Linked DNA regions of Rattus norvegicus: region 1 is linked to region 2. A link is a contact called in public Hi-C data. All regions are on one chromosome and are shown on one strand. The core of a region is the stretch at or near the end of the contact, and the rest is flanking DNA. Distances in the headings are between cores, read along the strand shown. Region 1 holds the start of Ripk4 (receptor-interacting serine-threonine kinase 4). Region 2 holds the start of Tmprss2 (transmembrane serine protease 2).

Evidence for each region. A called contact is a pair of places that touch in the nucleus more often than the background predicts.
Region 1: a contact with region 2 is called in a Hi-C map of kidney, with 2.0 times the contacts expected there. The contact joins the promoter of Ripk4 here to the promoter of Tmprss2 in region 2. A contact is called at or near these places in 4 of 12 Hi-C or Micro-C datasets (kidney, liver and mammary epithelial cells).

The regions. Positions count from the first base shown.
Region 1 is chr11:50,611,524-50,618,030 of GRCr8, reverse strand. It overlaps Ripk4 (receptor-interacting serine-threonine kinase 4), which reads left to right and starts at 3,862. Exons shown (of 8, transcript NM_001107103.1): 1 at 3,862-4,089. The coding sequence starts at 3,908.
Region 2 is chr11:50,440,933-50,447,277 of GRCr8, reverse strand. It overlaps Tmprss2 (transmembrane serine protease 2), which reads left to right and starts at 4,164. Exons shown (of 14, transcript NM_130424.3): 1 at 4,164-4,243.

The DNA.
Region 1 (6,507 bases), core at 2,613-5,112, 170 kb before region 2:
GCTATGGATAACACCTATGTGAACATTATACTCATATTTTAGTTTGAATTCTTGTTTTCAAATAAATAGTATACCTAAAAATAAGATATATACCTAAAAACAAGATATATGCAATTATCATACATTTCAAACAAGACATATACCTAAAAGTAGAATTGTAGGGTCTCCCGGTGATTTGAGATTTAATTTTGTAGGAAGTTTCAGGTTGTTTTCTCATATCTTAGAAATTGTTTGGTTTCAACTACCTAATAAATGAGACCATCAGGTAACGCTTTGGGTCTGGAAACACTAGATAAAAGTGACCAGGATTGGTGTCTCCGATAGAGTGAGTCTGGTATGGTAGCTCCTGGGCATCAGGGGGTCCTCAAACAGGGCTCCCTTGAGGAGCTAGCTAAAATCAAAGGCTTCAGGGTGCTCTAGGGAGGCTCTAACCCCAATTCCACTGGCTCCAAGGAGGTGAGCCAGTTTACCTTTTAAAAAATTCTTTTTATTAATTTTTATTTATATGAGTACACTCTCGCTGTCTTCAGACACACCAGAAGAGGGCGTCAGATCCATTACAGATGGTTGTGAGCCACCATGTGGTTGCTGGGAATTGAACTCAGGACCTCTGGAAGAGCAGTCAGTGCTCTTAACCACTGAGCCTTCTCTCCAGCCTGAGCCAGTCTACTTGAAAAGGTTCTTGGAAGCTTTGTTTTGTTTTGGGGGACCGTCTCACATAGCCTGGGTTGGCCACAGGCTTGTTATGTAGCTAAGGATGAGCATCTGATCTTACAGAATGCTGGGATTGGTTTATGCAGATCTAGAACTCCATTCATGTGCTGAGCTACACACACACACACACACACACACACACACAAACACACACACACACACACAGACACAGACACACACACACCAGCCTTCAAATGAGGACTTTAAGGCCACAGAAACTTGTGTGTGGAGGAAATAGAGAGGCCGGTCATTGCCAATATGGCTATAGCTTCACACCACCCCCTGGGACTGTCTGCCAGGCTCTCATCCTGGGGTTGAATCTCTGGGGCAGGGAATGAATGAAAGTTCTCCAGAAGAGCGTGGGAAAGACTGATGGGAGTGGTGGGGGATCAGGGGCCAAAGGGGGTGGAGTCTCTGAGAGAGGAGTGTTTCTGTAAACAGAAAGTATTCGCTTGACAAGCAGTGGGGAGTCAAAGGAGGGTATGTTCAGCCCTTTGCCCAGGGGGCTGCTAGACACCTACCCCAGGCCTCACCCAAGCGAGGTCTTTAGAATTAAGGCAGGCAGAATCCCTATCAAGATCAGGCTAGATTCTTTTAAAAACACCACTCAAAGACAATTGGTAAGTTTCAAGTTTTGGCAGGAAAGAAGCTGGGGTGAGGGGTAAGTGGGTGGGGTGGGGTGGAGTGGGGAGGGCAGGCTTCAGGCTTCAGGCTTCTTTAGCTCCACACTCCTGGGCTTAACTCCATCCCAGAGCTGTGATTGCTCTAGGGATCCAGAAGTCCGCTAACTTGAAAATAACCCTTTAAACCCCCTTGGCCCAGATACACACCGGGAGTAGGAAGTAACTACCATTGTTTAGCGGTTGTCAGGTAGGGTTGGCTTTCAAATTATCATTGCAGGGCTGCATGTAGGACTAGCCTGGAGTAGGTGCTATCCTCCCACATCTGAGCATCTGGGGGAAATCCTCAGTCTCTTGAAGTCACAGTCTTTGGGACCCTATCCCAGGTGGAGCAGCCACAAACCCAGAGTTCTTGGCTCTACTTGCCCTGAGTTCTTGCCCTGGGCCTGCAAGGCTTAACTGTGCTCTCCCAGTGAAGATGCCACAGGTAATTGCCCTGTCCTGTTCAGGGTCCTCTGCCAACCCCCTTGGTTTGGGCATAGTAATAAATGGGCCAGATGGAGAAGAGTTCACTTTGAGAACTGAGAAGCATCACCACTTAGGTTAACCGCTGGGTTTGGTGTAGGTAGAATCCCAACTTTGGCATTCTTACAATTGAAGGGTAGGATAAGCATTAGGAAGGTGAGGGGACTTGAATGTGTGAGCAGCACCCCCACCCGCCCCAGGTTCCTAGTTGATAAGCAAGCCTCCAGCTCATCTGCAAAAAACCTTCCAAGGCTTATGCACTGTGGCAGGCTAAGCCAAGCGACATCTCAGAAAAAAAGAGAAGCCAGTTCAGTGCTGTGACTTGGGTCCCTAAGTGAGCTGTCTGTTTTGTTCTTCCTGGGCTCCAGTTTCCATACGGAGGCTGCAGCAGACACTCCATAAATATTTGTTGAGTGAAGCATATGGATGATTAAATAAATGAAATTGGAGTGTTTTATTACTTGACTACTATGGGCTGTTAGTCACCCCCTTCCTCCTTGGTGTGGAGCAGGCGGGGTGAGACTAGAAACGTGAACAGAAAGATATCTGGAGCTGTACCCCGGAAATGGGTGCCATGACTCATTTTCTAGTCAATTATTTTCCTTACCAAAATAATGACTATGTTTACTTTCAAGTTATATTTATACATTGAAAAGCCCCAATTATTCTTAAAGGGGTAGCTTATACGTTAGGTCTATTCACTACAGATGAGTTTAAAATAGCCATCTGCTGCCTTGGTCTCGAATTATGTGGAAAAGGAAGGTGGTGGCTATGGCTCCTAGGAAACCCCTACCCCCAACCTCAACCCCAACCCCAACCCCAACCCCAACCCCAACCCCAACCCCAACTCCAACCCCAAGTAAGCATGTGGGGATGGGACTGTGGACCCCTTCACTGGGAAGCCAGCTGGGAGATGAGGCTCAGGGGAGAAGGCTCAGTTACAGGATATGACTTGAAATGGTCTACCCCTCAGGAGAGAGGTTCTCCAGCATTACTGTCCTCATATCGCCCGCTCCCCTTCTCCCAATTTTCATCTGGCTTGGTGAGGAATAGCTGGCTCTTTAGCACAGTGGACCCAAGTGTTTCCACTGTGAAAGTGGAGAGCTCACCAGCAGGCACTTTCACCTCTCACCCGGGCTCTCTTCCTAAAGCTGAAATTTCCCAAAGGTGAACAGGTCGATTATCCTTCCTTTTCCAGCCATCTGTTTACCTTTAAAAGGTCACTGTTTTCCATAATGAAGGGATATTTGCTTTTAAACCAAGGTCTCACACTGAAGCCCAGGCTGATCTCAAATTTGAGGTGACTCCCCCTGCTTCAGTTTCCTCAGAACTATGATTTACAGGCTTGAGCTATAGGGCAGGGGTGATTGAATTTTAAAGAACCAGTTACCTCCTATGAGGAGCTCGGTGAAAAAACAAGACGCAAGAGGAGTGGAAAACCAGTCCCAAAGGTTGAATACTATATAACTCTCTAATATAAACAAATGTTTTCAGCAGGGGGAGGTGAGGGAGAAAAAAGACTAGCGATGGCCAGGACCTAAGAGCGCAGTTGCAAAAGGCTCCCAGGAGGGCACAGAATGTTCTGTTTTTCCACTGGTGTGGGGTACACGAACTGACCCAGACGATAGCATTGTGTAGGATTTAACGTCCGCAAACGAAGATGCGCATAACCGGGGAAACCTGATCAAGCCAGGAGATTGATTGGATCTTAAGTTCACATCCAGTTGGAGATTATACTTTGCTGTGTTTTGCAGAGTGGCAGCAGTGTGAGAAGTGAACTAGGCACTTAACTACAACTGCTGTGAAAAGTTGCCCAGTCACAGCGCATGCCCTAGGGAGCGCAGGGCTTCCACGGATCCCCTGGTGAAGGTTCCGCATCACCGGGCACAGGACTCTAACCCACTGCCGCTCCCTTGAAGGCGTCGGGGGGGGGGGGGGCGGGCCGGCTGGCGAATAGGGATAGCGTCGGAAGTGACGTCAACGGGCGGGGCGCGCACCTGAGCACCTGGGCGGTCACGGTTGAGCCAGGCTGCGGCAATACGCACGCGATGGAGGGCGAGGGCCGGGGCCGGTGGGCGCTGGGGCTGTTGCGCACCTTCGATGCGGGCGAATTCGCAGGCTGGGAGAAGGTGGGCTCGGGCGGCTTCGGACAGGTGTACAAGGTGCGCCACGTGCACTGGAAGACATGGCTCGCGATCAAGTGCTCGCCCAGTCTGCACGTCGACGACAGGTCAGCTTCCGGGCGGGGCCGGGTGGGATGGGGGCTCTGCGCTATGTGAGGCGCCGGGAAAGAGAGTTTGAGGCACTCAGGCCACGGATCCCTCGCAGCTCCAGAGCTTCTGGGATCCGGAGCGGTGGCCCTGAGCCCTGCGAGGTGCGTCGGGCTCGTCCAAGACCCCACCAAACGCTGCGGTCCGCGCCGGGCTTAGAGAAATTGCCGTGTGGGGTTCCGCGCTTTGTGAATGAGTTAGATTCCGTTCCACTTAGTAATTTTCGTCGGAGCACAAATTGGTGTAAGACCGTAATTATTTTGTTCGGAAGCACCGGCTGGGTTCAGGCGAGGCGCAAAGCGGCTTACAGGGCTCCGCGTCCCGCTTGGGTCTGGGATCTGGTTCCGCCCACCGCTTTCCTCCGCACACCTTCGTTTTCGGGGACTTCGGGTGGGGAACCAAGACCCAGAAAACGCCTTTCTTTGACCCTGGGCAGGTGACTCCGGGCACCTTGGGCCTTTCTTTGTCCCTCCTAGCGGATTGTTTCAGCGATTGGAAAGGACTCAGAGCGGTCCCCCGTAAACTCTATGGCGATTGTGGTTTGTGAGTAAATTTGGAAGTGAGGTGCTGAGCAGTTCTTCCAAAGCATTTTCCCCAGATTTCACTGTTTACGTCGGGGTAGTGATAGGTTATGTATGAGCCTTAGAATGGCAGATTTAAATGCCATTCTTATTCTTTAATTAAGCTGACATGGTGGTGATGTTGGCATTTTACCCAGAGATACCTCTTAAACTCCATCAAGCTGCTTGCAGGACCAGCCTTAAGCCACAGGAACTCCGAATTCCAACGTTACTTTTGGAGTGGTGTCACTGGCTGCCTGGGTGGCAATAAGGAGTATGGTTTGCGGATGAGACCTCTGTCTTCTCCCTTTATGCCTCATCTCTAGCCTGGAGACTCTGTCAGAGCTCTCCTGTGTTTGTGTTTGCTTGCTTGATTGCCTTTTGCTGTCACCCAGCTTTTCTTAGAAACTGTAGTACAGTGGAAACTAGTGTCTAAAATCACTACCAGCTCACCAAGCTGTGTAAAGCCTCCCCGACCCTTCAGGCCAGGAGGAAAACTAGCACTATGGTTGTTTAGGTGAAATCCAAACCATTTTTGAATAGCAGCCCACAGTTTTTCATAGGTAAAAAAACAAAAACAAAACAACACCCACAAAAACCTGTGCGTGGGTGTTTCTTATGCCCTCAGAGACTTAGTGGGATCCTTTTCTAGGCAGAGTGAATGTTATTCACCATCAAACACTTGACAGAATTTGATTATAGGAGGGTAAATATGAACCACCCCAGGGGTGGCGTCCTTGGAGTCAATGTGTGGTACAGTCCTACAGGTCTTTTGGGGAAGGTGGGGGTGACCAGGTCGAAGGCAGGATTTTCCCACTTGCAGAGAGCCTGTGTTGAATTGTTTGTCCTTTAATTGCAAGGTCTTTCTTCCCTGCCTGAAGCAGGCAGGTGGTGGCATGTTAGCAGGCAGGTAGAGGTCAGCAGCACCCAGCAGGAAGTACTTGGCCACCAGGTCAGGGCTGCCCTTGCTCTTTTGTACGTAGGATTGACTTCTCCCACCCAGGACAAGCTAAGTGTTTAAGCTCCCTTCGGTGTTAGGAAGTCACAAAGTGTTGCGGCCAGGAAATGCTTAGGAATTCACTTTGTTCTGCTCTGCCTGAGGGGCCTGTTGCCCCGGGCTAGCCAAGTTGCTTCTGAAGCTTGAGAGGGAGGCTGACTTTACCTGGGCTGTTGCTGTAGTCCTGCCTTTGGCCGCCTTTGCAAGGCATTACCTTTCGAACTAGAAACAGAATTTTCCTAGGGGCTTTGTATGCAGCCCCTCCACATCCCCAGCCAGAGGACAGGAAGTCTTATTTGCAGGATTCTAACCTCAGAGATTAGAGGATTTCAACTTGGAATTCAAGGAACTTTTTTTTGAGGTTTGAGAGAAAACAACAGGACCAACAAGCCAGTCTTAGCAGCGGGGACACAAAAGAGAAAGTTCCATTTCTGAGAGAGGTCGGGCAGGCAGGCTCCACAGTGGACCTCAAGAAGGACTTCAGACACAGAGAGAGTGGAAAGATGCCCAGGGCGTTAGAGTGAACAGGCTTAGGGTTTTGGCTAGTATACCAAAAAGGGTGGCAGGAAGAAAGAAAGGAAAAGCTGTGAAAAACATACAGGCTTAGCAGTGAGGGCCTGCAGGCAGCTTCCCCAAAGTTAGGGCTTCCCTGGCATCACACATACATTTCGCTAGGAGGGTAGTTATTTCCTCCATCTCTTTAACACACCTTTAGGTGAATTGTGTTTCTTGCAGTTAAAGCTTTTTTAGGGGTCTTTTGCCGTCCGTATGTTTGGCGGGCTTCTGAGGGGAGGGACGAGTTGCCTTTGCTACCTTGTAAA
Region 2 (6,345 bases), core at 2,915-5,414:
GGCATAGTGAGCACAGTGGGTAATGACAAAAGGTAGTTGTTAATGCCAGTTAGGTCCATTTAGCCTGTATAGAAAGTGACACTGTAGTTGTCATGAATATGCATTCCTTATTTTGTTTTGAATATTTCTTTTTGTGTAATGTGTGTTCCTTCCTTCCTTTCTTCCTTCCTTCCTTCCTTCCTTCCTTCCTTCCTTCCTTCCTTCCTTCCTTCTGCCTGCCTGCCTGCCTGCCTGCCTGCCTTCCTTCCTTCTCTTATCACATACGATGTAATGGCTTTAGGATTGGGGAGATGGCTCTTGTGGTTGAGAGCTTGCTTTAAGCATGAGGAACTAAGTTTAGTTCCCAGACTATATAGTAAAAGCCAGGCATGGTGGTGCATACTTGTAATCCCAGTCCTGGGGGAGAGACATGAATCTTTAGGGGTTGCTGGCCAGGCCCCCCTAAGACTACTTGATGAGTTTTAAGCCAGCAAGAGACCCTGTGTCAAAATAAAAAAATTAAGAAGGTGGATAGTACTTGAGAAAGAATACTTAAGGTTTTCCTCTGGCCTCTAAATGCATATACATCCATGTGGCATATACACAAAGATGAACTGACTTCCTATCATTGCATTCATAGGCACTGTCGTTTGACATCATGGTATGTAAGCTATAGGGAGAACCAGGGAGGAGCTGACACACCATGCAGGACTCTATGCTCTCTGGAAAGGGAATCAGCATCTTTCCAGTTGTGAGCAGGTTATTTTTGTTTATTTGTTTGCTCTGGAGAATTAGAAACTCACGTGGTCTTTATTCAGGGATTTGGTTTGGCTGAGAGAGACCAACTTGGGTGTGTTGTGGGTGTGTTGTTGGTGTGGGCAGACTTACGATGGCTAACTTCACACTATAAGTTGTCAGGGCTACAAGATGCCCAGGTCGGTGACTAGCACTCACTTCTGGACGAGGTTAGCACTGAGTGGAGGAGATCAGATTTGTCCTCATGGTTGTCTAGTTTGTCCACACTCTGGGTAGAAAAAACAAAGGTAGAGGAGGCGTGAGTTGGACATCATTATTCTCCATTCCTGAGTGTTCCTGGTTCTTTCTCCATCAGACGTGGACTGGTCTTTGGTCCCAGGTCTCTGAGCTATGATTCAAGTTTCTCCGAAGTCATGAGCCAATTCTTGATAATAAGCCTCTTAAATACTTCCTCCTAGTTCTGTTTCCCTGAAGAAGTGATATCCAAGGGGAAATGGATGTTGAATGAATGCCTTCCACAAGACAACTGAGTGCACATGCTAGCTGTGTGCAGGTGGGCATCAACACAGTATCAAAACACAAGTGAGTTGTCACCAAAGACCTGAGCTATGTGGGGTAGAATTGACCCACCGGAGCCCACTTAGACAACAGTGACACACCTGGGAAAGTCCCCTCTATACTTGATGGCACCGATGAGGGCCATCTGATTTACTCAGTCTGTCAGTGGCAGTGTGGCCTGGACCGGGTTACACATTTACACAGCCCCACGGTGTAGCCTACAGCAGCCTGATGTTGTTATCATTATTATTTGTTGTTGTTGTTGTTTGTGATTGTGTGTTGTAGTGTGCATGTGAAATTCAGAGGGCAACTTTCCGGAGTCAGGTCTCTCCTTCCACAATGTGGCTTCCAGGAATCAAGCCCCAGGGTCTCAGCCTTGGCAGCAAGTGCTTTCTCTGTCCCTGGGTTCTTTTCAGAGACTTCCACTCAGCTGAAACCAGGAGTCTTGACTCTGCCATTGGAAAGACTCCCAGGATGAGCCAATATGAGGTAAAGTTGGGAGATTTTATGAAGAGACGTTTTTAGGGCTGGGGAATGTAGAGCGGTGGTTAGGAAGGCTGCTTGCTTAGCGCGGATGAAAATGAAGCTCTGGAAGCCCCAGGAACAGATTTTGAAAAAGAGTAAGATGGGGGACCATGCCTAGAATGTCTGTACAGGTGGGAAGGGAAGAAGTTCAAGGTTACACCCAGGCACGGTAGTCTGTGCCTTTAATCCTAGCACTAGAGAGACAGAAATAGGTGGATCTCTGAGTTCAGGGCCAGCCTGGTCTACAGAGTAAGTTCCTCAGCTTTGTTTAGGTGAGACCCTGACTGTGTTACAGGGGCTAGGGGTGTAGTAAGAGAGCTCACTTAGAGGAAAGGACAATAAAGCACTCAAGAGTAGGCTTGGCTTCTCGGAGAGAGTCAAGCTTAAGAATTTTTACAACAGCCATAATAGACAATATTAGTAACTTCTGAGTTACACCTCAGGGTTGCCAAGGAAGTTAGGCGAGATATGTCAGCCTCTGCGGTGCCTATGGACCGCAACCCATATCGTAAAACTCTTGGTCACGAGGTTGAACAGAAGTCAAGATGTTTTAACAAGAAAACGAAAGTTAATAGCTTTGTTTGTGAGGCTTACATCTGGGAAAGAAGTAAGGCAGCCCCACACGTTCAGACCGTAAGCGTGGTCTGTTGCTTTTTTCACATTCTTATTTGAAACGCCTTCCTATAAAAGGACTGTCAACCTCACTGTTACATCTGCAGCTCTGTCAAGTGTGCCGAAGCTCTTGACTGGCTGGAGAGAGGTTTCAACCCACTGTACCCTGAAAGAAGGGGCTGCTTTACCTTTTATTTTCTCTTTATCCTGCTTCAAGTTCACCAAGTCTAGGGCTGATCTCTTCCATATGTAACCTTACAAATATGTGTGCTGAGCACCTTTCCAGAAAGGACCACGGAAGAGTGGGAGGGGGAAAGAATCTCAGGGAAGCCAGGAAAGGCTCCCAGGGCTGGCAGCCACAGTGCACTAGCATGTTCCTAATGTTCTTCTGCCATTATTTTCAGTTAAAACAACTTGTGTCGACTTTTGTGTAATGCAGATGGAACAAGGGTTTTAGGGTAATAATACTTCACGAGTGCCTGTTATTAAAGTGGGAAAACGCTCTTGAATCATTTTGGGTAATCTATTCTTTAAAATGACACAACAGATCACCGGAAGAAAAATCATTTTTGATTCATGTGGGCATGGAGGGAGCTCCTGCAAAACTCCATAAAATTCTCAGCCTCTGATGCCCTTCTTGCTCTGAACACTTTGATCTCAGTTCGTGAGATAGAGCACCAGGTCTATATGCAAGCTCCAGGGTGGCCGGGACTACACAGTAAGACCTTGTCTCAAAATATAAAAATCGATCTGAGACTGTGAGATTGTCTGAGGACCTAGGCTTATCCCTCTACCAGGTAATACAGAGAACAAGAGATTTGCTCCTGTGGTGGTTGTGAAGGCAAGCTACGGGGGGTCCATGGAAGCAAACTGGGAGGGCTAGAGGGAAAACCCTGGGGAGATAAAAGTTCCCATCAAGCAGCTCTCTCCCTGGTGCAGACACCTTTACAAAGAGGACGTTTTTCTTTTTCTTTTTTCCTTGTCATTTTGTTGTTTTATTTTTGTAGTTGCAGCTGCCCCATGCAAAAGGGGGCAGCTTTAGTCGAAAATCACCAGCTCGGTGCTCGCTAGAGCGAGCGCTGCTTCTGGTCTCTTAGAGCCTTATTTTGGCCGAGTGTCTCGGAGTCTGTCAAGTAGTAGAAGACCAGGTTGTAAAGACTGCAGAGAACTTCTCTGCCACCTCACCTCTGCCCCACCTTCGGTACAAGTAACAGTTTCTGGGAGCTGGGGGCTGAGGACTTCGGACCCAAGAGATTTTCCTCAGTAGGAAAGCCTGGCTTCACCGGAGAGTGTCCTTAAACCCGGAGCTGAAACACCTATGCTTAAGGGATGCACCCAACTGGGACCTTTTGGCGTCCCCAACCCAGAGCCTGTCGGGGCTGGGAATATAGCAGCTCCCAGACTTCCAAGGGACCGGATTAGAGTTCCCTTGGGGCTTCCGCGTGCAGTCCAGAGATCCGTCGCACCGGGACCCTGGCGTTCCCTTGGGTCTGAGCCTCAAGGGTCGGCTGCTCCAGAGGCGGGTCGCTGCCAGGGAAATGCCTCGAGTCCGGTCTGGTCTCTCCCTGCTAGGGGAGGAGCGCTCCCTGGGCTTCCCTCGGGGAAACTCCTCCTCTTTCCCCCGGACAGCCTTTCCTGGCTGTTCCCTCCTCTTGGCCGAGGTGACCGGGCACCTGCGTTTAGGGGTGTCACCCTGGCTCCTGGGACGCCGCCTCCGGAGATTTAAGCGAGAGCTGGAGTAGGTCGTGTACTTGGAGTGGACAAGGAAACCGAGAGCCCCGGCGGAGGCGGAGAGGGGCGGGGAGCACAGCAGGTGAGCAGCGCGCCGGACAAGGTCGGGGTCCCGGCACAGAAAAGGAAATGGGGTTGACCCGGGTCCGCCCCGCGGTGCCGGGGCTGGGAGTCTAAGGTACAGGTGAGTTAGGTGAGGCCAAGGTGCTACATGTGTGCGACCGTCTTGAGACTGAGCGGCCCGGGTGTACGTCCTGGGGACTGGGACCGGGCCCGGATAACCCCGATCCCTTGTCGCGCGGCAGAGATCCCAAGTCGACTCCGTAGATTCGCGGCTTGGCTTGTGGTCCTGCGGGTCCCTGACTAATGGCTTGGAGAAGAGAGTCCCTAGGAGCGGGGGTCCTTCGATGGAGCAAGCCCTTAGCTCGCGTCGCGTGCTGATATCCTTTCCTAGAGCGCAGAGGCACAGGTTCGTCTTCAATTCTCTTTGTTTCGGAAAAATCTCGGCAGTCAGGCTGGTTACCTGAACTCCTTCCGCTCCTTGGTCCCTACCGAGGTGGAGAGAAACTGGAAACTGGTTGAGATGCCAAGAACCGATACAGGCGGCGCTGCTGGGCCCTGGGGACCTTGGCAAGACGAGAATTGTCCGCCACCTGTGGGGAGGGAGTGCTCCAGCGGTCCCGTGCGGTGACCCGGGGCGACGATGCGGATCGACTGCCTTGGCTTTAGGCATTCACTGGAACCGACTTTGGAGGAGCTGGCCCTGGGACAGCAAGTCTGGCTGACAAGGGCGAGCTGTCTACTGGGGAAAAGGCTGACCACCTTTCCCCCAATATCTCACTGGGTGAGACTTGGGATGTGGCAGGGTACCCAAAGGTACAGTGGGCGCGGTGTGTGAGGACCTGCAAGCCCAGTTGAAGAAATTAACTGTCCCATGGCCTGCAAGTTTTGTGTGTCCAAGCCCTAGAGGGTGTTGGTGGCTTGTGGCTGGGCTTTTGCTCACTGGGAGCCCAGGCCCTTCACAATGGCCCCTAACTCAGTCCAGAGCGCGCAAAGGCCTCTGGTAGCTTGCTTAAGGGAGGGAAAAGCCCTGGATGTACCTAAAAAGCAGGAGTCCCCACAAGGGTCGGGTTTGGAGACCTTTCATGCAAATGCTTACCTTAGACCTGGGGCTAAGACAAGCCATCTAGTGCTGGCTCCTTCTAACTTCCAGCCAGCAAGAGCCAGACCTTATGGAAAGTTCCAAAGGGCAGGCCATTTACAAGGTGTAAAAATCCAAAGCAAGGTGGGGGTTGTTTACTTGGTTTGGGAGAAGGGGAGAGGTTCTTTTCCTGGTAGGAAGGCTGGGGGCTGGGCAGTTTCACCAGGAGACACAGGGACTGAAAGATCCCAGGCAACTGCTCTACTGCAGTGGTCTGTGGTGAAGGACCTCCAGGTAGGCAAGGTGGACCACTCCCCACCCTTAGCTGTCTCTACTGAAGAGGTACTTGGGGTCCCTCTCGCAGTGACCTGACTGGTCCTGTCATAAGATGTTTTAGAATGAAAACTCAAAAGCCAGGTGTGGCGAGATTTATTTTTAATTCCAGAACTTAGGAGGCAGAGGCAGACACATTTGGCACTCTGTGAGTTCAAGGTCATCAAGGCTCTCTAGTAAGACCCCGTATAAAGAGAGAAAGAAGAAAAAGGAAAGAATCTGAAGAATGTCACCAAAGCATGAGGCTAAGTGAAAGAATTGAGAGGCGCTCCTGTGGCTTGGACTCATATCTCAGTCTTTGGTCTTTTTAGGCATCTCTGGTCGATGTACTCAGCTCATTCCCAGGCTTGGTCTCTCTCTCTCTCTCTCTCTCTCTCTCTCTCTCTCTCTCTCTCTCTCTCTCTCATCACACCTTTAAGGCCAGCTTTTTAGCAACAAGATCTTGGAGTAAAGTGCAGAGAACCTTGCCTGTGGCACTGTAGTCATTGGAGGAGGAAGTCTGACCACACTGCAGAATAGCTACACACAATGATGTGACTCTTCGCTTCTTCTGGCTGGACAACATAGTGAGTTCTTTAAAACCTGTTTACCTCAGCTATAGGGAGGCTGATGCAAAGGTTAGATAGTGTTAGGGTCCAAGAATTGCTGAAGGAAGACCCCAGACTCAAATAGTAGGCAAAGGCACAGAATGTTTATTCTGCAGAAATTAC